4 separate regions of the Sus scrofa genome follow, and regions 2, 3 and 4 are each linked to region 1. A link is a contact called in public Hi-C and HiChIP or PLAC-seq data. All regions are on one chromosome and are shown on one strand. The core of a region is the stretch at or near the end of the contact, and the rest is flanking DNA. Distances in the headings are between cores, read along the strand shown.

Region 1 (5,849 bases), core at 2,160-4,659:
TCAGATCTGGCGTTGCTGTGACTGTGGTATAAAAATAGAGGACTAGAAATATAAATTATGGTATAGCCATGTGGTGGAATACTATGCAGCTATAACAATAACAAAAGAACAAAGAAGCTTTCTATATACTGAGACAGAAAGCTCTCCAAGATATCACAAAATTTTAAAAAGTGCAGAACAGGGAGTTCCTGTCATGGTTCAGGGCTAACAAGCCTGACTAGTATCCATGAGGAAGCAGGTTCAATCCCTGACCTCCCTCAGTGGGTTAAGGATCCAGTGTTGCCATAAGCTGCATGTAGGTCACAGACACAGTTTGGATCCCCTGTTGCTGTGGTCGTGGCATAGGCTAGCAGCTGCAACTCCAATTTGATCCCTAGCCTGGGAAGTTCCATATGCCGTGGGTATAGCCTTAAAAAGACCAAAAAAAAAAAAAAAAGTGCAGAACAGTGTATATAGTATACAGTGTGTGTAAGAGGGAAATGAGAGCAGTTCCTGTTGTGGCTTAGTGGTCAGCGAACCTGACTAGCATCTATGAAGATGGCCCAGTTTCGATCCCGGGCCTCCATCAGTGGGTTAAAGATCCAGTGTTGCTGTGAGCTGTGGTGTAGGTTGCAGATGTGGCTCGGATCCTGCATTGCTGTGGCTGTGGAATAGGCCGGCAACTGTAGCTCTGATTGGACCCCTAGCCTGGGAACCTCCATATGCCACAGGTTCAGGCCTAAAAAATGACAAAAGACAAAAAAAAAAAAAAAAAAAAAAAAAAGAGAGAGAGAGAGAGGGAAATAATATATATTTACATTTGTTTTGTATTTACATGAAAAGAAACTCTAGGGATACATCAGAACTAAGAAAATAAGCAGTGAAGGGGCAGGAAAGGAGCAAGACTTTTCATGATAAATGTAATTTTTATTTGTTTTGAGATTTGAACAGTGAATGCATTACATATTCAAACATGTTTAATGATTAAATATAAAGATGTTGAACATAAGTGAAAAATGTGAAATTCAGAGGAACAATTATTTCACAGAAGAATCAATGTAATGAAAAAATTCTAAACCTAAAGCCATAATCACCTCCCCCCCCCCCCGGGATGGAACCTATACTTCCACAGAGACCCTAGCCACTGCAGTTGGATTCTTAATCACTACACCACAGCAGGAACTCCAATCATAACTTTTTTTTCCTTTTAAATCTGCCAAAGCATTTTGTTAGCCACAGAGTATTACCAAACCTCATTTAGATTTAAGACTCCTGGAAACTTACACTTCATCAACTATTTTTTTTCTTAAACCACACAAGTAGGGTGCTATGTATAAAGTTAGTGTATGTATAGTGTATTAAAAAAGGAGTTCCCATCGTGGCTCAGTGGAAATGAATCTGACTTGAATCCATGAAGATGCCTTGCTCAGTGGGTTAGGGATCCTGAGTTTCAGGAGCTGTGATGTAGGTCGCAGATGCAGCTCAGATATGGCGTTGCTGTAGCTGTAGCATAGGCCAGTGGCTACAGCTCTGATTCACCCCCTAGCCTGGGAAACTTCATATGCCATGTGGCCCTAAAAAGATTAAAAAAGAAAGAAAGAGAGAGAGAGGGAGGGAGGGAGGGAGGGAGGGAGCGAGAAAGAGAGAGAGAAAGAAAAAAGCATGCCTTTCCCAAATCCCATTACCTCTTAGCGGTATATTTTCCCTTTGTGAACATAGACACATAAGAAATATACAACTTGGAGTTCCCGTCGTGGCGCAGTGGTTAACGAATCCGACTAAGAACCATGAGGTTGCGGGTTCGGTCCCTGCCCTTGCTCAGTGGGTTAACGATCCAGCGTTGCCGTGAGCTGTGGTGTAGGTTGCAGAAGCGGCTCGGATCCCGAGTTGCGGTGGCTCTGGCGTAGGCCAGTGGCTACAGCTCCAATTTAACCCCTAGCCTGGGAACCTCCATATGCCTCGGGAGCGGCCCAAGAAATAGCAACAACAACAAAACAACAACAAAAAAGACAAAAGACAAAAAAAAAAAAAAAAAAAGAAATATACAACTTGTAAAAGGTTATATTAGACTTAAATTTTATAACCTGAATTTTTTTTAGCAGACTGTGAACCCTTTACTTTTTTAGCAAATATTCATCTAGATTGTGATTATTAATGCCTATGTGAGGTTTCGGTAATAGGAATGCATATTTTATTTAATCGGATTCCTATTATAAGATACAGGAATTTTTAAAGTTTATTGCAATAGACCATGCTTTAAAAAAAAAAAAATGAGATGTCAAATTTATTTTTGCTATTTTTTTTTTGTTTTGTTTTGTTTTTTTGCTTTGAAGGACCACATATGGAGGTTCCCAGTCTAGGGGTTAAGCAGAGCTACAGCGCCAGCCTATGCCACAGCCACACCAGATCCGAGCCATGTCTGGAACCTACACCACAGCTCACGGCAATGCCAGATCCTTAACCCACCGAGCGAGGCCAGGGATCGAACCCGCAACCTCATGGTTCCCAGACGTATTCGTTTCCATTGCAGCCACAAGGGGAACTCCTGCTATTGATTTTAGAAAGCTTTTTTTTTTTTTTTTTTTTTTTTTTTTTTTTTTTGTCTTTTTGCCATTTCTTGGGCCACTCCCCAGGCTAGGGGTCCAATCGGAGCTGTAGCCACCGGCCTACGCCAGAGCCACAGCAACGCGGGATCCGAGCCGCGTGTGTGGCCTACACCACAGCTCATGGCAACGACGGATCGTTAACCCACTGAGCAAGGGCAGGGATCGAACCCGCAACCTCATGGTTCCTAGTAGGATTCGTTAACCACTGCGCCACGACGGGAACTCCTAGAAAGCATGTTTTTAAAATGATCCTGCTTTGAAATTATTTATGAGTAACCCATTTAGCTAAAACTTGTCTATGGTTTCTTGCGAAAGATCTTACGACCTAGGTAATTTTGGAAAAGTGGGGAAATCCAAAAGCGCTTTCAAATGCGTATTTAACAAAAGAGAAATCACGAGTGCACAAGAAATGCTAGTCAGAAACTTCCACGTCTTTTACTCTAGTAACTATAGTGCGCAGGCATCGCTAAACTTTGATCTTGAAGATTAAACGCGGCGGGTTCTCGAGCCACGGTCTACTGCCTCGTGGTCCCAATCCCGCGGTACCCAGGCGGCGGACTCGGCGTGGCCACAGCCCAGGTGCTGAGGGGAAATATACTAGCGATGCACCGGATGTGTGCGTGGAAGTGACTGAAGTCAACTCACCAGCGATTGGTTTTTTCGAGAGGATCTAAGCTTTATTTCGCCTGCCACTGGCCACAGGGTTTGTCTATTTGAATAGTCTCCGCCCCGCGGAGAAGCCGGGTCCTGAAGCTTCACTTCTCCTTCATTACTATTGGTCTCCATTCCAGTCCATCTTCTTCTTGCGCCCATCGATTGGTCCTTTGTGTTGGGAGACTGCCCTCCCTCCCGCCCGGCTTAGAGGACAGCGGGGAAGGCGGGTGGTGGGGCTGGGGGCCTGAAGCAGTGGAACCGGCGCTGGTGGCGGCAGCTGAGCCCTCGGCCGAAGCCGCGCGGTGAGTCTGGGGCCTGGCACCGACCCCTCCAAGGCGGTGGAATGTCCAGACCCACGGCCAACCTGGTCCGTGGGGGGACCCCCAGGAAGTCGTGCGTTTGAGACGTGGGGTCCCCTCAGTACTGGCCCAAAGGACTTGGGCGCCGCCGGAGCCCTTGACCCCCGCGAGGCAACGCCCACCTCCTCCCGGATCCCCAGGAAACCCCCGGACCCTTTAGCTCACGCTATGTCTCTGGCGCCGTGAAGGCGGGCCCATGAGCTCCTGTATTGCTGGGGAGCATTTGGGTCGCCTTGCGCATCAGTCACCCCTATGAGCCACCTACCGATTGGCCTCCGAGAGGACCAGCGTCAGTGTCAGCCCCTTTAGCTCCACCGTGGAGACCTCTCAAGCACCCATTTCGCAGAGCTGAGCTGGGTTCCATCCCTGAGCTTCATCTCCTCTGCTTCCCCCGCCCCCATCCCTAGTTTCAGCCACCTGACGTTAACTTGTGTAAGCCCTCGCCAAGACCCTTAAGATAGATATTTCACTCCTAGTATTTTGACTTCTGCCTGGAGGCCTTAGACCTTATTAAGATATACTGGTTCCTTCCTTCGACTGGAAATTCTTTGCCAGCCTCCCTCCCCCTCGTCATAGACAAGCACCACACACTCTGTAGTAGTTTTCCCATTTGGAGCCCTTGGGTTTCCTCTCTCCTGAAGTTTGACACTTCCTTCTGCAGTCTTTGCACCCTTTCAGAACCAATTAGTCCCTGGTTTTTTTGTTTGTTTGTTTGTTTTTTCCTGCATTTCACAAATTCTTTCAAAAACAAGAATTTTGAAAATTTGATTTTCTAATATAATCAGGACATACCCTAGGATAGGTGTATATGTTACGGCCGTCGCAGTCTGGGCCGAGTTCTGTTATGGCCACTTTATTGTGGTTGCCGGATTGTCTGTACTTCCTCCTAGACTGTAAGCTTGCTGAGGGGAGGGGCAATACATAATTGTGGAACAAATGCCTGATCTCAGGAACTAATTAGTCTTTTTTTAGCTTACATTCCAAGTACTAGTCTTTATGGAACTGCGCTGTCCAATACAACAACCACAGGTGGCTTAGAGCACTTGAAAATGTTGAAATTGCTAAGTTGAAATTGCAGTAAGTGGAGTTTCCATTGGGGCGCAGCAGAAATGAATCCGACTAGTATCCATGAGGATGTAGGTTCGATCCCTGGCCTCACTCATTGGGTCAGGGATCCTATGTTGCCATGAGCTGTGGTGTAGGTGACACACACGGCTAGGATCCCATGTTGCTATGGCTGTGGTGTAGGCCGGTAGCCATAGTCTGATTTGACCCGAGCCTGGGAACTTTCATATGACGCAGGTGCAGCCCTAAAAAAAAAAAAAAGAAATTGCCGTAAGTGAATATATCAGTAATTTGGGGGGGAGGGAGGCAGTGGGCTGTGCCCACATCAAGCATCAGTTCCCGGGCCGGGGATCGAACGTGCGCTACAGCTGTGACAGTGCTGGATGTGTAACTGCTAGGCCACCAGGGAACACCTGTCATAACTTTTTATATTGTGACATGTTGAAATGATATTTGGATATATTGGAGTAAATAAAATAACTAATTTTGCCTGTATCTTTTGACCTTTGCTATGTGGTTACTAGGAACTTTAAAGTTACATTTGTAGCTCGTATTTCTGTCAGACCCGTGCTGCTATAGAATAACAATCAGTTTCCCTCTCTAAAGTGAATTTGAGGAGAGGGGCAGTCTTAGGCTTGCTTTGTTTTCTCTCACGCTCCCCATCTCTGCTACCTGGCTCTGTGCAACGTACAGAGTAGTAGTAATAATAATAATATTAACCCAGCAACTATTGCAAACTCACTGTGTGCCCAGCACTATGTTAAGCACTTTTTAACATGTATTAGCTCGTTTAATCTTCACATCAGTCCTCTGAGTTAGGTACTCTTATCCTCCGATTATAACTAAGATATTTGAAGTGTCTTCCTTGAGGTATATAATTTTGGACTGGATTCACACCCAGGTAGTCTGGCTGCACAGCCCATAGCATAATTTGACCTTCTCTGCTCTGCTGCCTCTTTCAACACCCGTGGTTATCAAATGAATTGAGGCTTTCTGCATGCTTTTCATTGGGGTCTCCCAGCCTTTTTAGGATCCCCAGCCTGATGTGGATGAGTGGAGGCCTGTGGGGGGAGGTGGGGCCATAGATTAGTTCACCGCCATGGTTTGTTATCCAGAATATTAAAGCCAGCTTCTCTCCAAAGAACCTCAGGGCAAAATGCTTGGAACCGGACCTGCCGCCGCCACC
Region 2 (5,650 bases), core at 804-3,303, 470 kb before region 1:
CAATTAAAGATGATCTAGAAAGGATGGCCCCCACCATGCAGATCACAATATAGAAAAATCAGATTAAAGAAACTGTGCCATAAGGAAATACCATTCCCCTATTTGAAAAGATATTATAGAAAAGCAGCTACTGATATAAAAACTGTCACCCAGTGGAGGGAGAAAATATGTTAAAATAGAGTATTTAGTAGAATCTTACTTTGCTACTTAAAAAAAAAAAAAACATGGAAAAGGATGTTTTGTTAGTGAATAATCATCTTTCAATGATCAGGGTTGTGGGTTTTTCTCTAGCCTCTTTTTGTAAATCATTTACAAATCCTCTATCACAACTGTGGCTTGTGTTTGTCATTGCAAAAGTCATAGAAATGTCATCGTGAACTGGTTAAATAATAGAAAAGCATTCCGCAGGACTGGCCTGGCCTTACTACACAGACACCCACTCACACACACACTCCCCCCCTCTCTGAATTCCATGCCTGAAATGGAGAACTACACTCAAGAATTAACATTTCTGAGAGAAGCTGCTTAGACAGGAAACAATCATCTGAAAACTCAGTTCACTCAGAAGAGAAGCAAAGTCTTCTTGTCCTCACGTGTTAGGAGCACACACTCAGTGGCTTTGACTCTGGGTCTCTGCAGGTTGTAAAAGAAAACATCTAATAGCAAACACATACTCTACCCAGATTAAGGTACCACAGATCCACGAAAACATGGAGACACACTCAGACCCTGCTTGGGGTTGAGGTGAGAAAAGGGCTTTTTAAACAGTCTCCTTTCCACAAAGAAGTTACCTCTTACCTACTCATCTCCTGGGAGAAAAGGTCAAAGAGCATCTCTGGTTGGAATCCTAATGCTTGGGTCTGAAGTGAGCAGGTCACTCACTACTTTTGGTACCCAAGACAGCATCTAAGAATCTTACCTCATAGTCTTTCCTTGGAAGGATCTCATCCTCCTCTTCCTGTGTTTCTCCAAGGATGGTCTAGAAGAACAGATCCACAGAAGGAAGACCCTCTTAATTTTTTTTTTTTTTTGTCTTTTTGTCTCTTCAGGGCCACACCTGAGGCATATGGAGGTTCCCAGGCTAGGGGCAGAATCGGAGCTGTAGCTGCCGGCCTACATCACAGCCACAGCAAGGCAGGATCCTTAACCCACTGAGTGAGACCAGGGATCGAACCCATGTCCTCATGGACACCAGTCAGGTTCGTTAACCACTGAGCCATGATGGGAACTCCTTAATGGTTTTTAAAGAGGAATGAGGCAAAAAAAAAAAAAAAAATTGGAATGAGGCAGAAATATGTACTGAAATCAACTGCTAGTTTCTAAGTCATCTGAAGTCATTTTCAAATGGGAACTAGACGGAAAAACAACCTTTTGGGATGGGGGTGGAGCGGGTAGGGTTCTACCCATGGGTGGGGATCTACCCTCATCCAACTGAGCTCTTCATCCCTACAGAACATTCTCCAAATAATCACTCGTCTTCAGGACACTTCAGAGATGTCCCTTGCCAGCTTAAGGTGGAAAATATTCAGGTTCCACCTGACAGCATGCCAAGTCTGAAACCAGGAGGGACTTGTCAACTCTGGGGACATAACTCAAGTTTTCCCAGAGTGCTTTGCAGATGGAAGCTGGAATATCAGTGACCCAGAAAAGGTGAGGAAATAGAGAAAGGGCTGGAGAATCTCAGCTGCATGATCTGCACAAACTCCAGCGGAGGAGCTCCTTCTGAAAACGCTTGTTTCATTCAAAACTCCTTTCAGATGGAAATAAAAGCATATGAGGACGGGATGCACTGGTGCAGGCCTGGATTCTCCCTCAGATTCTAGGCAGGGGTTATGATCACACACACACACACACAAAAAAAAAAGCCCAGACTTGTACGCGTGAAGCCCGGCAGATGCTTCCAGAGCCCAGGCTGTTGTCCCCACGCCCCACCCGCTGCCACCTGCGGTCCATGTTCGGCCCGGCCCCACCCCCGGCAACGCCTCTCCCCGGTCCCTTAGCAACCGCCCCCTGCCCAGCCCCGCTCCGCCAGCTCCTCACCAGCTCCTCGGGAGTGCGGGTCTCACGCTCACCACAACAGCAGCACCACCTGCAGCAGCAGCAGAGGGACCCCCTGCACCCCGCCATCTTCCTCCTTTACTGCCACCCTGGACCCCTCTGGCAACCCCCTCCCGCCCAGGATCCGCGCCTCACGTGACTGGCTCCGGGAGTGTCACGTGGCCCTCTCGTGCTTGGGGACGGAGACTGGGAGTGGCTGCAAACGGGTGGGGCGAGGGCTCGCGTCACATGACGGCGGAGGGACGGCTTCCAAAGAGACTTCTGGGCGCGGCCATGCTGGGGGCGGGGCTTCCGGGCGCCTGGGCCGGTGGTTTCCGCCCTCTGCTTGCACCTCCCTTAGCAACCTGACACCTGCGCCGCGCCCCCCACTCGTGCCCCGCCCCCTCCTCCGGCGGGCCCCGCAGCGTCCACGCAGCTGCGGCGGGCACGCTTTCCGAGTCATCCGCGACCAGAGGGTGAGTGACAGCGAGTCGCGGGGTTGCCAGGGAAGGAGACCAAGGAGTTGGGGACCACCCACCCGGGGGCGGGCTCTTGCCTGTGGGCAGCGAGCGATAGCGGCCGGCCCGCCCCCTCCTCGCTCGTCCTCCGAGAGAGTAATGTAATCCTTAATGGCTGCCTCCTGCACGACCCCCAGCAGCGAAGCGAAGACTCACTTTCCTCCCCGGCCTGGTCGGAGGCGGCCCTGAGTCGGGGTGTCCCCGTGCCGGACTGGGCCTGGGCCTTCATTTCTTCACCCCGACCATGAGCCGGTGACCCGGTGAATCGATCCACTGCCCCCGAGCCACCCGGGCGCCAAAGACTCTTCGCCGGTTCCCCGCCGAGCGCCTGGAGAAGAGCGGTGGTCCGCTGGCCCTGTTTCCGGCGTCCACTGCATCGGGCTGCGCACGGGTGCCCACCCGACCTTTCTGGGAGTGGTGGCCTCCGTATTTCCCCACTGCCCCGTGCTCGGCACTGATTAAGTAAGTGCTCAGCAGATGGTAAAGGATTATTCTGAGAACAGAGTGACAGTGCCTGGTGGGTCGGTGCTCAGGAGTGCTGGCTGTTAGTGCCATATGCCAGGCACTGGGATACCATGGACAGAATACCCTGCCCTGGTCTCAGAGAACTGGGAAGAGGGAGCGCAGGCAAACCTGTGAGCCCACAATTGCAGCCCTGGGTGCGATGGGACCCTAGCTTGAAATGGGTAGGTGGTAGCACACAAAAAAGGTTGAAAGAAGGCTAGTGCATGCTAGGAATGAGGTAAGTCCTTATTGAACAAAGAGCAGATAGATAGTTTGTCCATGGCTCTGATTTGTCTGTGGTTCAGCCTCCTTCCCCTTTCTTGGTTTGTTCCAGCAATTAATGAGGCACTCTCTTGAATTCCAGAGAAAGACCAGCCTAGGCTGATCTTGAGGCTCTCCCCTTTCTCATTCTTGACATTAATCCCCATGGAGAAACTGGAGTTTTAGGTCAGAATCAAAATGGGCTTCCCTAGGGATGGAAAGCGTGGTCTGGGCTCAACTCTTTGACTTTTTTTTTTTTTTTTTTTTTTTTTTGGTGGAGCCTGTGGCACGCTGGGCCAGGCATCAAATCTGAGTTGCAGCTGTGACCTACATACACCCCAGCTGTGACAACACCAGGTCCTTAACCTACTTGCTGCAGTGGGAACTCCCTCAACTCCTTGACTTTGGAGGGACCAGTGTGTGTTATGTGCACTTGTTGTGTGTTTTAGGGGAGAGGAGCAATTGATCTTACCTGTTTCTCGAGAGTCTAGGACCCCAAAATGGTTAACAACACTGGCTTAGCAGTGGACATTTCCTGAAAGGCATGAACCTGGCCTGGTTGTCCCTCTAGTGCTCCATGTCCCCATCCCCTGGGTTTTCACTGCTATGTGCTTGCACCTTCCTGTACAAGAGTAGCGTTTCCTTAGAAAGTTTCTGTCTTTATTTTCCCCACCAAACTGCCCAGTGGCACTGTGCCCTCTGTTGGCCTGCCTGTGGTTGCCATGGTTCAGGGCTTCGACTCTGGTGGCTCTGTCGTCACTCTAATTACTTTGACTTCAGTGGTGTGTATAAGAACAGCCTGGAAGGCAGGCACAGACTGGACAGCCTTTGTTCTGAGTTGGACATAAATCCATGCTCTGACTGAACTTGGGTCTGGCTACTTTTGGAACCCAGCCAATGTCAAGTCTAATCCATGGTCTTTTTGGAGAAGCACACACTCAGGAGAAATCTGGCTGCTTTGTCAAACCCCCACCCCTTCCATCCTGTGTACATAGAAACGCACTAGCAGGAGGCGTTTCCGTGGCTGAGCCATTCCTTCTCTGGAGAGTGATCCAGTGCACATCTGTCTGTAGCTCCATCTCCGCCCAAACCCGGCTGCCTCCAGCCCTGCATCCCCCTCCTTCCATCCGCCTTCGACCACTAGAGCCTCAGCCCTCCCGCTGGCCTGGAAGCCCTGCCCCCGCCCCCTTGCACGGGCTCGGCCCAGCTACAGCTCTGAGCTTTTCCTTTGTCACAGCTCCGCCCAGTCGGACACACCCGCTGGGGAAGTTTCCTCGGATTCTTCCCCAGAGGTCTGGGGTCTGAGTCTAAACTAGCAGAAATGGACCGTCCAAAAGCCAAGTGCCTCCCAGCTGGGCAGTGCTGCCCCTCTCTAGGAGTGTGGGCCTTGGAGGCTGGCATCTCGAGGTCCTCTGTGCCACCCGCCATCAGGTAGCGGTCACGGAGGATCCAGGGGCTGAAGGAGTGTGTGTCTGTGCTGGGTGGGGGCAGCCCTATATGGAGTCAGGGAGCCGCGGAGGGCAAAGCTTGGAGCGAGGCTGCGCAGACAACCTTGACGGTGGCTCGTGGAGCCACTGGGTGGGGCCGTTGTCACCCATACCCTTTCCGGCCTTCTTCCTGCGTGGAAATGCAGCGCCTCTCACTTGACCCTGCTACTCTGGGGCTCGGCTGCCCGCCTGCCGTCTCACGCCCCCGCCCTCACCCCATGCAGCAGGAGCTCAGCCATGGTGAACGAACCCAGAGGGAACGGCGGCCCCGGCCCCCGCTGTGAGGGCAGCAGCAGTGGCAGCGAGAGCTCCAAGGAGAGCTCAAGGTGCTCTACACCGGGGCTGGACCCCGAGCGTCACGAGAGGCTCAGGGAGAAGATGAAGCGGAGGATGGAGTCAGGTGACAAGTGGTTCTCCCTAGAATTCTTCCCTCCTCGAACTGCTCAGGGCGCCGTCAATCTCATCTCTAGGTGAGTGGATGTAAGATAAGGAGCTGGGGATGGAGGCGTGGGTTGGGGGGAATGTGAGCTGTCAGCCCTGAGGCAGGGCTGCACTTTGACCCGGCAGAAAAAAGAGTTGGAAAAAAAGCCAAGCCAGGGTAGATCCTTCGATATACGCAGCTTCTGTTGTTTGTGAAAGTCCCTCCAAGCACCTGGAATGTTTAGACCCGCTCTTCAATGGGTTAAAAAAATGTTGACTCTCCCTGACTGCATTCTTTAGCGGAACTTGGGGCCAGATCCTGAGTAGATTGTAGGAAGTTACAAACTGGGGACTTGGAGAGTATTTGCAGCCAGTTAGGAATTTGGATTATTCCCGTGAAATCGAAAAACGCCCGACTGGATT
Region 3 (6,185 bases), core at 1,665-4,164, 340 kb before region 1:
CATATGGAGGTTCCCAGGCTAGGGGTCTAATTGGAGCCGTAGCCGCCAGCCTACACCACAGCTCACAGCAATGCTGGATTCTTAACCCACTGAGCGAGGCCTGGGATTGAACCTGAAACCTCATGGTTCCTAGTCAGATTTGTTTCCACTGCGCCACGAAGGGAATGCCTCCTTATAAGTTTTGGAAGCCTTAAAATAGCAATCAAATAGATGTCTGGTTCAGATTTGATAACTTCGGATCTATGGGTATCTAACACACTTTTCAAAAGGTAAGTTTGAGGAGTTGAAAAGCTCCCCATATTGCCACTGAGGTTCTAAAATACTTTTGTTTCAGTTGGTCCATTTAGTTAGAAATGCATGCGAGGAGAGATTTCAGTTTTTACACAAAAAATTGCCCAGAGTCCCTGACGAGAGGGGGGCTCCTCAAAACATTTAGACAACTGGGATCCCACCTTTCAGGGGTTTCTCCCTAGAGGGAAAGAATAATAATAACTATGTTTTGGCCATGCCTGTGGCATGTGGAAGTTCCCAGGCTAAGGATTGAACCCATGCCACTGCAGTGACAACACCAGATCCTTAACCCACTAGACCACCAGGGAACTCCGAAAAGAATAATTTTTATGCAGCCAGCAGGCCAAATACCAAAACAGCTCCAGTAGGAACAGCCTGATCCCAAAGGAGTCAAGCCAAAGGCTGAACAGCACAGTTCCAGAAGTAACAGCCTGATTTCAAGAGTGTGGCTAAAGGGCCAAATACTCACGGACAAAACAAGGCTTTAACAAAAAAGGATGAAGTCTTTAAATACATTCCAAATAAAACCTGGAGAGCTTCAAAACGCAAAGAGAGCGGAGCTCAGATCCAGGAGAAAAACTTACCCTCAAACTCCAAAGTTGGCAAGAAAGCAATGAGTGAGCTCCGGGCTTTCTCTGTAGGTACCAGCACCTGTTTGCTCACCAGCCTTGGAGTTGTTGGGGAGTCTTCTCTGGATCCAGGTTGAAACCTTCGTGTAATGCTAACCTAAAACAATAAAACAGCCAGTTATTTTACTAGCAAAACAGGTTTATTTGGGAACAGCAAAGAATTGTAATGCAGGATATGCAACTATGGCGAACCACTTACAAGTCCTGTTACGGAGAGGGAACTCTTTTATAGAGAAGTGCAAGATAGGGAGGCCATTATAAACAGAAAGTCGGAGTTCCTGTCATGGCACAGCAGAAACAAACCCTAGAAACCATGAGGTTGCAGGTTTGATCCCTGGCTTTGCTCAATGGGTTAACGATCTGGCTTTGCCGTGAGCTGTGGTGTAGGTCGCAGATGTGGCTTGGACCTGGTGTGGCTGTGGCTGTGGTGTAGGCCGGCAGCTGTAGCTCTGATCGGACCCCTAGACTGGGAACCTCCATATGCTGTGGGTGGGGCCCTAAAAAGACCAAAAAAAAAAAAAAAAAGTCCATTGGAAGACATAGGGATTTGGAAGTATAGTGGCTTTTCATTGGCTGAGCTGTTGCCAGGGAAGGAGAAAGTCTTTTTTTACCTTCCTGCTGGCAGTAGTAGTGTCACTTCCTGCCAGAGAAGCCAAGAAGGTCTCTTGCTACAGAGATTGTATTGACTGTTAAGTGCTCCTCTGTCTTGCTTCTTTGCCTCTATTTTAGTAAAGTTTCCCTTGATTAATTTTACACACAGTTCTCAAAGCTTTCATCCTATAAAAAATGAGGGTGAGCACACACTCTGGCCTAGGAAGGAGCATTTTACCAGAGAAAAAAAATAAACAGATAAATGAGGTACTTGTATCTTGTGCAAAATTCTATGATGGAAAAATACTCCATGTGGCCAGGTCTTCTCATTTTCTGGGAAGAATTGTAAACATTTTTAAATAACATAAAATCATTTTTTCCCTTTTCTTTCTTTCTTTTCTTCTTCTTCTTCTTTTTTTTTTTTTTTTTTTTTTTTTTTGCTCAACCTACAGCATGCTGAAGTTCCTGAGCCAGGATGAACCCCCACCACAGCAATGACCCCGAGCCATAGCAGGATGCTTAACCCACTGAGCCAGAAGGCAACTCTGAAATTTTTAAATGTTGATAACTTCTAAACGCCCTGTCTAGGCCAAATAAAAGTCCCTGGGCTCCAAGTAAGAGGTGTCTTAGGTACAAAAGCTCCTCCCTCTGTTGTTCAAAGTCCGGTCTTTGCTCTGGTCGCATGTTATCACCCAACCCCATCCTCTAAGCCTGACTGCAGAGGGGTGTTCCGGGGGCGGGGGGTGGGGGGTGAAGGCCATCCTGGGCACTCTGGGCTGGAAACGTCCACAAGAGCCCCAAGAAACCACCACGCCCCGACTGGGCTTCTCACGTGCCACGCCCGGAGCCCTGTCTTCTCCTTGCCACCAGAGACCGTCCCAACAACCCCTTAAGGCACTCTTAGTAAGACCAATTCCGAAAGCGGAAGCTGAGGCTTGGGAAAGTTAGGCCTGGGTCCCAGGCCTAGCGTGACGGTGCCCAGAATTCCCAGACGGCCCCCCGGCCGAGGCGCTGCTCGCGAGGTGAGGCCGGCGTGGCCGCGGATGCCTAGGATGCTCCGGGCCCCGCGGCACGGGGGACTCCGCCAGCGGTGACCAGGGCCCGGCGATCGGCTCCGCCCGCCCAGGGTCCCGCCCGGAAGCGGCCCTCCACGGCCTCCCCCCACCCTCCAGCCCCCACCCCGCCGGCTGCCGGCGTCCCGGGCCGCCCGGGACAGCGTCCGCGGGCTCGGTTAAGGTCCCGGCGACGCCTAGCGCCAGATACCCACACCCCCGCCCGCCGGCCTGGCGCCCCCTTAGCGATCCCCCCGTGGGGCGGAGACCTGGGCGCGGGGCGGGGCGCTCGACGGGACCTGAGCTCGGGGTCGGCCTGGACCTGCGACCTCGGCGACGCCGGCCACTCTCGCCCCGCCCCGCCCCGCGCCTGCGTCACGCGCCGCGCTCGGGCCACCTCCCGCGGTGTCCCGGCCGGCGGCTCCCACGGCCTCGCCGGGTCCCACGCCAAGACCCTTTCCCCCGCCGTGAGCGGAAGGGTCTGGGGTCCCCCGGAACGTGCCGGGCCCGCGCTACGGCAACTCCCGACCTTGTCGCCTGAACGTCAGCCTTTCCTTCCCGGCGGTGGGCGGCTCAGCGGCGGGGACCCATCTCCTCTCGGCTTCCTCCTCCCTCTGGGGAAGCGGGAGCCGCCTCCTGACCTAGCCCCCGCCCCCGCCGGGCCCCTGCTCCGACCGCTACGCGGCGCGGAGGGAGCGAGGGAGGTGGGGTCCCGCCTGCAGGGTGACTGCTGAAACGCTGGCCGTGAGCCTGGCGCCTACGCTCCCCTAGGACCTGAACTCGGGCAGGCCTGAGTTTCCTCCAAAGTACCTCTCTGCGTTTTTGTTAGGATTAAGTTAATGAATTCCTTTTTTCCCCCCCGTTCATCAGGCAACCGCAAAGCGTCGTGCAGGCTGTGCACTGCACAAGGGTGCTTGATCGCGGCCAGTTATTAACTCTTCGGGGCTGCATCTTCTCCAAGGAAGGGTGTCTTTGGCGAACTTGCTAATCTCACAGCTGTTGGGTGGTGGTCCCTGCCCTAGCTGAAGCCCTAGTTTAGCTCACTGTTGCGTGAAACAGTGCACATTAACAGTACTTATTGAGCACCTACTGTGTGCCAGGCACCGTTCTAAATTCTTTGACTGCATCTAATGTCGGAACGCTCTGGGCAGTGAGGAACACACCAGTAAGCAGTGCCTGGGATACCGCTGACCCAGCATGAGGGCCATGCAAGAGCTGCTGGAGATATTCCCCCCCGCCCCAGCACTCCCCCCTCAGCGTGGCCAGGCCTCCAGAGGAAGCTGGCAGTATACTGGAGGACTGCCAGGGCAAGGTGTCTGCAGCTCATCCAGGGGTCTGTTTTGTCCCTCCTTCTGTGAAGGTCTGGCCCGGAGATGTTCATTTCTCTCTGTACCTTGGACAGAGCCATACAAGTTGTGGCTTCTGCAGACCAGGGGCAGGATCTCCCCCAAGGTCTATGGTTCCCCCCACCCGCACCCTAGAAAGCACAGGGCACAGGTTGGGCTGGGAAGACCTTTTATTTGGCCACATGCAGCAGGGGTAGGATCAGAGCACTCTGTCCTTCCAGCAGGAGGGAGAGGCAGGAACATGGTCGGACAGGGTGGGGAGGTCCTGGGAACGGCAGTTCCGAGGGTAGGTTGGGGGCCTGGCCTAGGCATGCAGGTGGACAAATGGTCCTTAACCTGCGCCCTCTCCCCCCCACTTATCCAGGGCTCACACATCCCAGCTCTCAGGGTCCAATCCTGCCCCCTTCCTGCCCTGGGTTACCGTGCACAGGATCCCAGGGGTGTCATTTGGAGACCCCTGCCCTCATTTCCTACCCATGTGGCTTCTGGAACTTCATGGACAGTAAGGCCAGTCCAGACCCGGCCAGGACCCCACCCCACCCGAGGCCTGCCTATCTCAGGATCAGGCCTGAACTTCTGGGCCAAAACTACCTCTCTGAGCATGTGGGCAGAGCCAGGGAGCTTGAGAGTGGCAAAGAATGGGGCAGAGGATGGGCCGGCAGAGCCCTCCTTCCACTCCCAGACCCATCTGAGCTACGTGCTCACCTCCTAGCATCTGGGAGGGCAGCCGTGCAGGGGAGCCGTGGGCTTACCCGGTGTCTCGACTGTCCCTGCTTGAAAGGCCCTCAAAGAGGACAGTGAGAAAAGGCCCAGGAAGGGACACTGGTTGCCAGTGGAGCTTGGAGACCCTCCGTCAGAGGCATCTGGGGGAGGAGCCTGGGGGAACGCCCTGTACCCCCCTAACTCAGGAGCCCTATCATTCAGGTTGAGAGCCCCAGGCAGAGAGCTAGCCACAATAACATACAAAGGTGGCCCAAAGTAAGAGGTGCCACAGAGAGGCAGCTGGGGGCAGGGGGGCAAGGATGAACTAGGAAGTCTAGGGGAGCCTGGCCCCCACCTCCCCTTCCCAAGCCCAGCCCTTCTCTACCAGCAGTTTACCAGTTGGGGTTAGGTGGCTGGGGGCCTGGGGGCGTCACGGCAGTGGGGGCCCGATGGTGATGCTGCTGTTGGTGACCCTCGGGCCGTACCAGCCGGCCCAGTAGTGAGTGTCCACGCCGCCGTGCTGAAACCAGATGTAGCGGACGCCGGGCGGATAGTTGGAGAACGTGTGGGAGACCTGGGGGTGGGGTGGGGAGCAGGTGGGGGGGGAGGAGAGTGGTCAGAGGAGTTGACTCTGAGCGTGGCCCTGCCTGGGGGGGTGAGGGGGCCAGGATGCGCTGAGGTCTTAGGGCTCAAACCAGAGTCAGCAGATGGAATTCTAGTCCAAACTCTGATTCTGGGCAGACCACCCCTCCTGTCTATGCCTCAGTCTCCTCATCTGTAAAATGGAGTTAAATCCTGCTGGGTCCAGGCCATGGGATTATCTCAATGCAGCTCAAAGGAACTGAAGAAAACTTTGCCAGCTGCCAAAAGATGTCCAAGACAGTCGTCACTGAGCACATGTGGCTATGTGAGTTGAAATTAATTAAAGTTAGGAGTTCCTGTTGTGGCTCAGTGGTTAACAAATCTGACTAGGAACCATGAGGTTGTGGGTTCGATCCCTGGCCTTGCTTAGTGGGTTAAGGATCTGGCATTGCCGTGAGCTGTGGTGTAGGTTGCAGATGTGGCTCCGATCCTGCATCGCTGTGGCTCTGGTGTAGGCCGGTGGCTACAGCTCCAATTCGACCCCTAGCCTGGGAACCTCCATATGCCGTAAGAGCGGCCCAAGAAATGACAAAAAGACAAAATAAATAAATAAATAAATAAAGTTAGATAAAATTAAAAATTCAGTTTCTCAGTCGCACTAGGAATGGACTCATTAGGTTTTCAATAAGTCACATGTGGCCCTTGGCTAAGAAATGGGATGGGGCAGCCAGGCTATTTCTATAACTGCAGAAAGTTCTACTCAAGAGCCCTGGTCTAGGTGAGGCATTGGCAAACCATGGTCTAGGGGCTCACTACCTATTTTTGTAAATAAAGTTTTATTGGAACACGGCCATGTCCATTTGCTAAAGCTGCTTTCTCAACACAAAGGCACAGTTGAAGAGGTGAGTAATAAAAGAGATAGTACACCCTGTAATGCTTAACTATTTGTATCTGGCCTTTTTTGTCTTTTTACAGCTGTACCTGCTGCATAT
Region 4 (5,927 bases), core at 1,529-4,028, 370 kb before region 1:
TTCTCTTAGTTTCAATTTAAATGTCTCTAGGGAGTGATTTTCTCTCCAGCCCATGGCAGACTCTTAGGAGGCTGCTTCAGTTGGCAAATAAGCTCTCTCTCATCCTAAACATCCATCCTTCCCTCCCGCGTGCCCTCCTACACATTATCCTTGTGGTGAGGAATATGCAAATAACTTTGAAAACCAGTCTCCCAGCAAATGGCTATGCAAAAATGTAATAAATTAATCCCATAATGTAATCTCAGTCCCTTGACCATCCATCACGCTGATGTGATTAAGATATGAAAAACCAGATGCCGGCTGGATGGAAATGACAGATAACTTTTCCCAGAGCTTCCCTATGGCCCCAAACTGATTCAGCCCCCTGCCTCTGCCCCATCCCCAGCTTCTTGGTCCCCATGAAAACCAAGGCCGTCAGAAGTTTAGGAACATCTGTCCAGACTGTTCCTTTCACAAATGACATGGAGGCCTTCTGGGGGTTGGGGTCAGACCAGCGCGATCCCTCCTCATCTGTCTCCTAGCCCCCCTTCCTCCGTTTATGGCTGGCTCTGAATCCAAAGCCCTGCACTTAGGCATTTTTATCCAGTTTCTAGTTGACAAGGGCGACCCCAGGGTTGAACCAGGATGTTGGGATCTCAGTTTCCCCACTGGAAAAAATAGGAGTGCTGGGGTGTCTGTCCACCAAGGTTTCTCTGAAGGTCTTTAGCTCTGTGTGGCAGGAGGCCTGTGGGTGGCTTGCACTGTGTCATCTTGGTATGGGGGTGGGGGCTGGGGCTTAGGACCCATGGAAGGAATGCCTGGCACGAGCCCCCATGTCACCCACCCTGTGCCTTGGAGGTCATCCCATAGGAGTAGCTGGGCTCTGAGCTTCTCCACACTAGACCCCAGTCCTAAGGGACCCTTTTCAAGGAACTGCCCCCTTAAGAGCGCCACTTTCTGTTACCAATGAAAATGCTGCATTGAGCAGCCTCCAGGGAGGGGCAGTTTCCACCAGTTTTCAAAGCATCTACAGTAATTAAATCTCAAGGAGCCAGGGGACACTTTTCTACAAGACGGGGAGCTGCTCAGCTGGTTCCTACATGACGGGGGCAGGGTCCCCAGGTCTTGAGAAGGGTTGCTATGACCAAAACGTTCTGCCAGGTGCATCCATTTCTGAAATAAATCATCCATTCCTTTAGGTTAAGCATTGCAATTTTGTGAAGTGGAGACTTTCTCTGGGAAAGTCCAAACCATGGTGGTTGCAATTCCCACACTTTCTTAGGCATCAGGGTCCCTGGGAGCTTGTTAAAGGGCCAGTGCTCTGCTCTGCACTCTGACTGATCCGGTAGGTCAGGGAAGTCCAGGTTCCAGGGATTTAATGGGCTCCCCGGGGATTCTGAGGCGGATTTCCGAAGACTGCTTTAGAGAAAGGCTCTGCTGGGGTTCTTGGCTTCCAGGGTCAGGTTACTTATTCTCTTCCCTGCCCCCACCCATTAGAAGTGTGTAAATGCAGGCTTGAAAGCATCTGGGGTGAAGGCGGTGCAGGTCTGCAGTACTGAGCAGTAAATGGTAAGCATTCCTGGCTAGATCCGTGTACAACAGATGGGTTTATGACTCTTAACAGGCTTTTGTCTTCCTGGAGGTCAGAAACAAGATCCCCAGATTTCTGGCCCTGCTATGCTGCCTGTAATTCTGAAGCCACTTCTCTGACCTTAGTTTTTCCACCTGTAAAATGGGCTGAAAATAAATTGAAGCCTGGGAGTTAAAGTAGAAGTTGGAACTGGGTTTGTAGTCCATCTGTGTGATTTTGGCAAATTAGGGAACATCTCTGAGCCTGTTTTACCATCTCTAAAGTAGGACTATAAAATAGAGGCTTAGCTCCTAGGGTTAATGAGAGAATTAAAGAAATCAGTGGTTGCAACATAGTAAGTGCTCAATCCGCCTTAGTAATTATTAATCAATATTATTAATATTATTCTTATTATTATTCCCATGGTCCTCTCAGTCCTTCAGAGTCCATGGCTCTGGGGAACTTCCGAGCTATAAAGTGTAATGGCAGGAGTCAACCCTGCGTACACCCTCCCCCAAAAGCTGGGTAACTCGCGTAGGCCACTTCACCCTTGAACCTCGTTTGGCTCCTCTGTAAAACCGAGACAATCATAGCAACTGTCGCATGGAATTGCTTTGAGGATTTGGTGACTAATGCACAGACACACTTAGCCCAGTCCCCGGCACGTGGCTAGACCTCTATAAATGTTAGCTATTGTTACGCTGCTCTGCTCTGGAGGTTTTATCTTCTTGGGAGGTCAAGATAGGCAGCATTTAGGTTCCGGGTGGGGGTGGGGGTGGGGACGTCCCCGGTGCCAGCCTTCCCAGTCCCCGCCCCGGAGCCGGCGGATTCGCTTTCGGTTGGGCAGCTGAGGTTCCGGGGATGGTGACTCCGGAGCTAGCAGTAGATGTCGCTGTCCATAGTGCCCCGCTGTGCCCTCCACCTGGCTTTCAACAGCAACACCTACCCGCCCACTTCCCGCGCCTCTTAAAGCGAGAGAAATGCCCTGGGGAGGAAAATACGGAGCCATTCGGTGGGGAGACTAAAGTCGTCTTTTTTCGCGCCCACCCAAAACTGAAAGGAAGCGGCGTGGCTCGGTACTCGCTCTCTTGGGTCCTGGGATCACAACCCAGACGGGGCCCCGCCCCTCCAAAGCCCCGCCCCCCGTCGGCCACTCCCTCCCGCACCCTTGGTTGGCTGCGCGGGGGAGTGGGCGTGGCTGGAAGCCGGCGCTAGGACCCACCGGAGCGCCGCGGACGTCACCGAGCGGCGCCCTGGCGGCGGGTTGAGCGGGAGGCGCGAGTGAACCGGTCGGCGGTTACCCTCCCGGGGGCCTGGCCCCGACCCGGGAATCGAGGCCGGAGCCGGTACCGGGAGAGAGAGAGAGAGGCGAGATTCCCTCTGGGGAGGATCCATCCAGGCAGGGGGCGAAGTCTTATTCTAGTCTAGTTTCGCTTTCCGCGAATCCCCGCTTTGCGCTCTCGGCCCTGCGCATCCAGTTGTTCTCTCTGCGGCCGCGGCGGTGCCCTTTATGCAGGCACAGTTCTGGCCTCTTCTTAACCCCCACCCCACGCCACGAGACTGCAGGGCGCGGTGGCCAGTGGACAGAGGCCAGTGATCGAGGCGCAGCTAATGCCTCTGAGTTCTGACGCCAGCTTGGGGGCTCCTTCCCAGCTGCCCTGGTTCTGTGTGAAGGGAGGGGCGTCCCGCCTCGATCCCCTCCGCCCCCAAAGTGGGGGAGGAGTAGTGGGGGCCGGTGGGCCCTGCGGCTGCCTGGGCCTTTGGAACTAGCTTCCACTCCTGCCCCACCCCCAGGTGTCCGGAAGGATGACCACGATCACGAGACAGGACCTCAACTTTGGTCAAGGTAGGGAGGCTGGACTTGCGGACCTGGGGTCGGGGTGCCCAGAGAGGGCCTGGGCTGGCGGGCTTCCCCGAGCGCACCGGGTTCTGCCCCCTCGCAGTGGTGGCTGACGTGCTTTGCGAGTTCCTGGAGGTGGCCGTGCACCTGATCCTCTACGTGCGTGAGGTCTACCCGGTGGGCATCTTCCAGAAACGTAAGAAGTACAACGTGCCCGTCCAGGTGAGCCCCCACAACCAGGCTCGTTGCACCCCAAATCATAGTGTGTAGGGGGGGTTAACGCTCTTCCATCTTCAAGCTTATCCCCCTCCTTCCCCAGCAGCCTGGCCTTGACTTTGACTTCCCCAACAGCCTGGTGGCAGCTTCTGTTAGCCTGACAAGCTCCCACCCCTTCCTCCCATGGCATTTCCTTCCATCCCCACTGAATTGGGACTTCCCTTTGCCAAAAGTTAGGGACCAGGCCCTCCCATTAGAGCACCCCGGTACCCCACTGTCTTTGTACTTTAAAGGTCTCCTGAAGTTGGTGAATGGTTGGTTTGGGGAGGGGATTCCTATAAACCTCAGGCACCTACCTTCTCCTCTCATGTACCCTAATTGTAATGCGTTGTTTTAGGTTAAAAAGCAGACAAAGCAGTAAATATATGCTACTCTATTTCCAGTCTCTAGAAGTGCCTGCCCCTTAGCAGCACTCAGTAAATATTAGGACAAATGACCGAATACTGGAAGGTGGTGGAAGCTTAAAGGATATACAAGGAATAGGAAAAAAAGAATCAGCACTTACTGAGCACCCACTGTGTACTAGGTACTTATCTCACTTAATCCTCACTTTTTCCTGGTTGCCTCCTTAGCGCAGTAGGCAGCACATCAGTCTCATAATCCTCACTTTTTCTCTATGAGCTGTTCCACAGGGGAAGTAACTAAAGCCCAGAAAAGTTAAGCCTGAGGCCATACAGCTCCTAAATTCCAGATTTTTTTTTTTTTTTTTTTTTGCCACTTCGGCATTCAGTGGCTTGATGTGGGATCTTAGTTCCCAGACCAGGGATCAAACCGGGGCTGCAGTGGCAAAAATGTAGATTCCTATCCACAAGACCACCAGGGACCTCCCCTAAATTCCAGATTCTTAATGTTTGAAAATTAAGTTTCTGGATCCCTTCTCTGGAAAAATGCCTGTATGCCCAAATGTCACAATGTGGGGACTTCTCAGAATCTGGAGTAGATCAGTGACCCCACACTGGGGACACCTAATGCCATATTAAATGCTGATATTGAGACCGAATTCTTAGGATCTCCTAGCTTCTCTCTCTCTGTGGATTATTGAGTTCTTAGCCCCATGATGGGAAGTCTGTCTCTTGGGTGGGGAGCCCTAGGGAACCGCTGGTCCTCTCTCCAAAAGCAGATAGGGCCTTAGGCTGCTGGAGGGGTTGTCCAGTGGTTTCCCCGTCAGTGCTGTGGCCTCACCAGCCATCATGGGGTTGTGTGCAGATGTCCTGTCACCCGGAGCTGAACCAGTATATCCAGGACACACTGCACTGCGTCAAGCCGCTCCTGGAGAAGGTGAGGGCACCGGGCCCCTTAGCCCACGTCACCCCCAGTGCTGGGAGCGGGTGATGCCGGAACCATGTGGAGGCCCTGTGACTCTTAACACCCAGAAGCCTATTCCCTGCACTCTGGAGACCCCCTGCCCAGGGACAGGCCCTGGGGCATGTGGGCACATTCAGGGCATGCTGGCCTGGAGCCCTGGTTAGTAGAGTTGGCCCTGGAGGGTTTTGGGTTCTTCTCACATGTTCTTTTCTTTTCCTTTTTTTTTTGCTTTTTAGGGCTGCACCTGTGGCATATGGAGGTTCCCAGGCTAGGGGTCGAATCGGAGCTGCAGCTGCTGGTCTATACCATAGCCACAGCAACGTGGGATTCAAGCCGCGTCTGTGACCTGCATCACAGCTCACAGCAATGCAGGATCCTTAACCCACTGAGCAAGGCCAGGGATCAAACCCGAACCCTCATGGATTCTAGTCGGTTCGTTGCCGCTGAGCCACAACAGGAACTCCCTTTCATGGTCTTTTTTGTCTGGTTCTGCTCTCTGAGATGTCCTGGCACCCCCCCCCCGCCCCGGGCCCAGGCATCCTCTCCTCCCTGCAGGCCCCACTTGTGTCTGGGGTGCCCACTTCAGCTTCTCATTCCTCCTTCTGGGCTCTGAGGGACTCTGGGCCTGGCAGCTGAACGGGGCTGCGAGTGTGCCTTTCCCATCCTTCCCTGGGCAGGGAGGGGTGCCAGGGGGTGGGGTGGGTGTCCAGTTCTGGAATAGAGGATTCTGTCCTTGCAGAATGATGTGGAGAAAGTGGTGGTGGTGATTTTGGACAAAGAGCACCGCCCAGTGGAGAAATTCGTCTTTGAAATCACCCAGCCTCCGCTGCTGTCCATCAGGTGCGCCGCCTCGCTCGCCCTCCCCTCACCCCTTTAAGGCAGCTCCTGAGCACCCTGCTATAGGTCCCAGAGGAGACGTGGCAAGCGTGCTGACCTAACAAAGCCTCTTGGTGGCTG

What was found. A called contact is a pair of places that touch in the nucleus more often than the background predicts. HiChIP or PLAC-seq counts read pairs in DNA pulled down with a chosen protein or histone mark.
Region 2: a contact with region 1 is called in a Hi-C map of liver, with 2.3 times the contacts expected there. The contact joins the promoter of MTHFR here to the promoter of MTOR in region 1. A contact is called at or near these places in 2 of 47 Hi-C or Micro-C datasets (heart right ventricle and liver).
Region 3: an H3K27ac HiChIP or PLAC-seq map of alveolar macrophages shows a contact between it and region 1. The contact joins the promoter of FBXO6 here to the promoter of MTOR in region 1. A contact is called at or near these places in 2 of 5 promoter capture datasets (fetal skeletal muscle and liver), 2 of 47 Hi-C or Micro-C datasets (liver and subcutaneous adipose tissue) and 1 of 2 datasets of contacts at active chromatin or transcription factors (alveolar macrophages).
Region 4: a contact with region 1 is called in an H3K27ac HiChIP or PLAC-seq map of alveolar macrophages. The contact joins the promoter of MAD2L2 here to the promoter of MTOR in region 1. A contact is called at or near these places in 1 of 47 Hi-C or Micro-C datasets (liver) and 1 of 2 datasets of contacts at active chromatin or transcription factors (alveolar macrophages).

Annotation. Positions count from the first base shown.
Region 1 is chr6:71,410,473-71,416,321 of Sscrofa11.1, reverse strand. It overlaps MTOR (serine/threonine-protein kinase mTOR), which reads left to right and starts at 3,409. Exons shown (of 58, transcript XM_003127584.6): 1 at 3,409-3,541; 2 at 5,806-5,849. The coding sequence starts at 5,820.
Region 2 is chr6:71,878,521-71,884,170 of Sscrofa11.1, reverse strand. MTHFR (methylenetetrahydrofolate reductase) reads left to right here and starts at 2,053. Exons shown (of 12, transcript XM_003127574.4): 1 at 2,053-3,017; 2 at 5,032-5,277. The coding sequence starts at 5,045. It overlaps CLCN6 (chloride transport protein 6), which reads right to left and starts at 2,259. Exons shown (of 24, transcript XM_005664997.3): 1 at 2,041-2,259; 2 at 920-979. The coding sequence starts at 2,127.
Region 3 is chr6:71,752,396-71,758,580 of Sscrofa11.1, reverse strand. It overlaps FBXO6 (F-box protein 6), which reads right to left and starts at 2,914. Exons shown (of 7, transcript NM_001244632.1): 1 at 2,833-2,914; 2 at 876-1,017. It overlaps FBXO44 (F-box only protein 44), which reads right to left. Exons shown (of 5, transcript XM_021095338.1): 5 at 4,062-5,185. The coding sequence ends at 5,004.
Region 4 is chr6:71,776,043-71,781,969 of Sscrofa11.1, reverse strand. MAD2L2 (mitotic spindle assembly checkpoint protein MAD2B) reads left to right here and starts at 2,778. Exons shown (of 9, transcript XM_003481953.4): 1 at 2,778-2,917; 2 at 3,344-3,395; 3 at 3,493-3,611; 4 at 4,872-4,943; 5 at 5,710-5,810. The coding sequence starts at 3,356.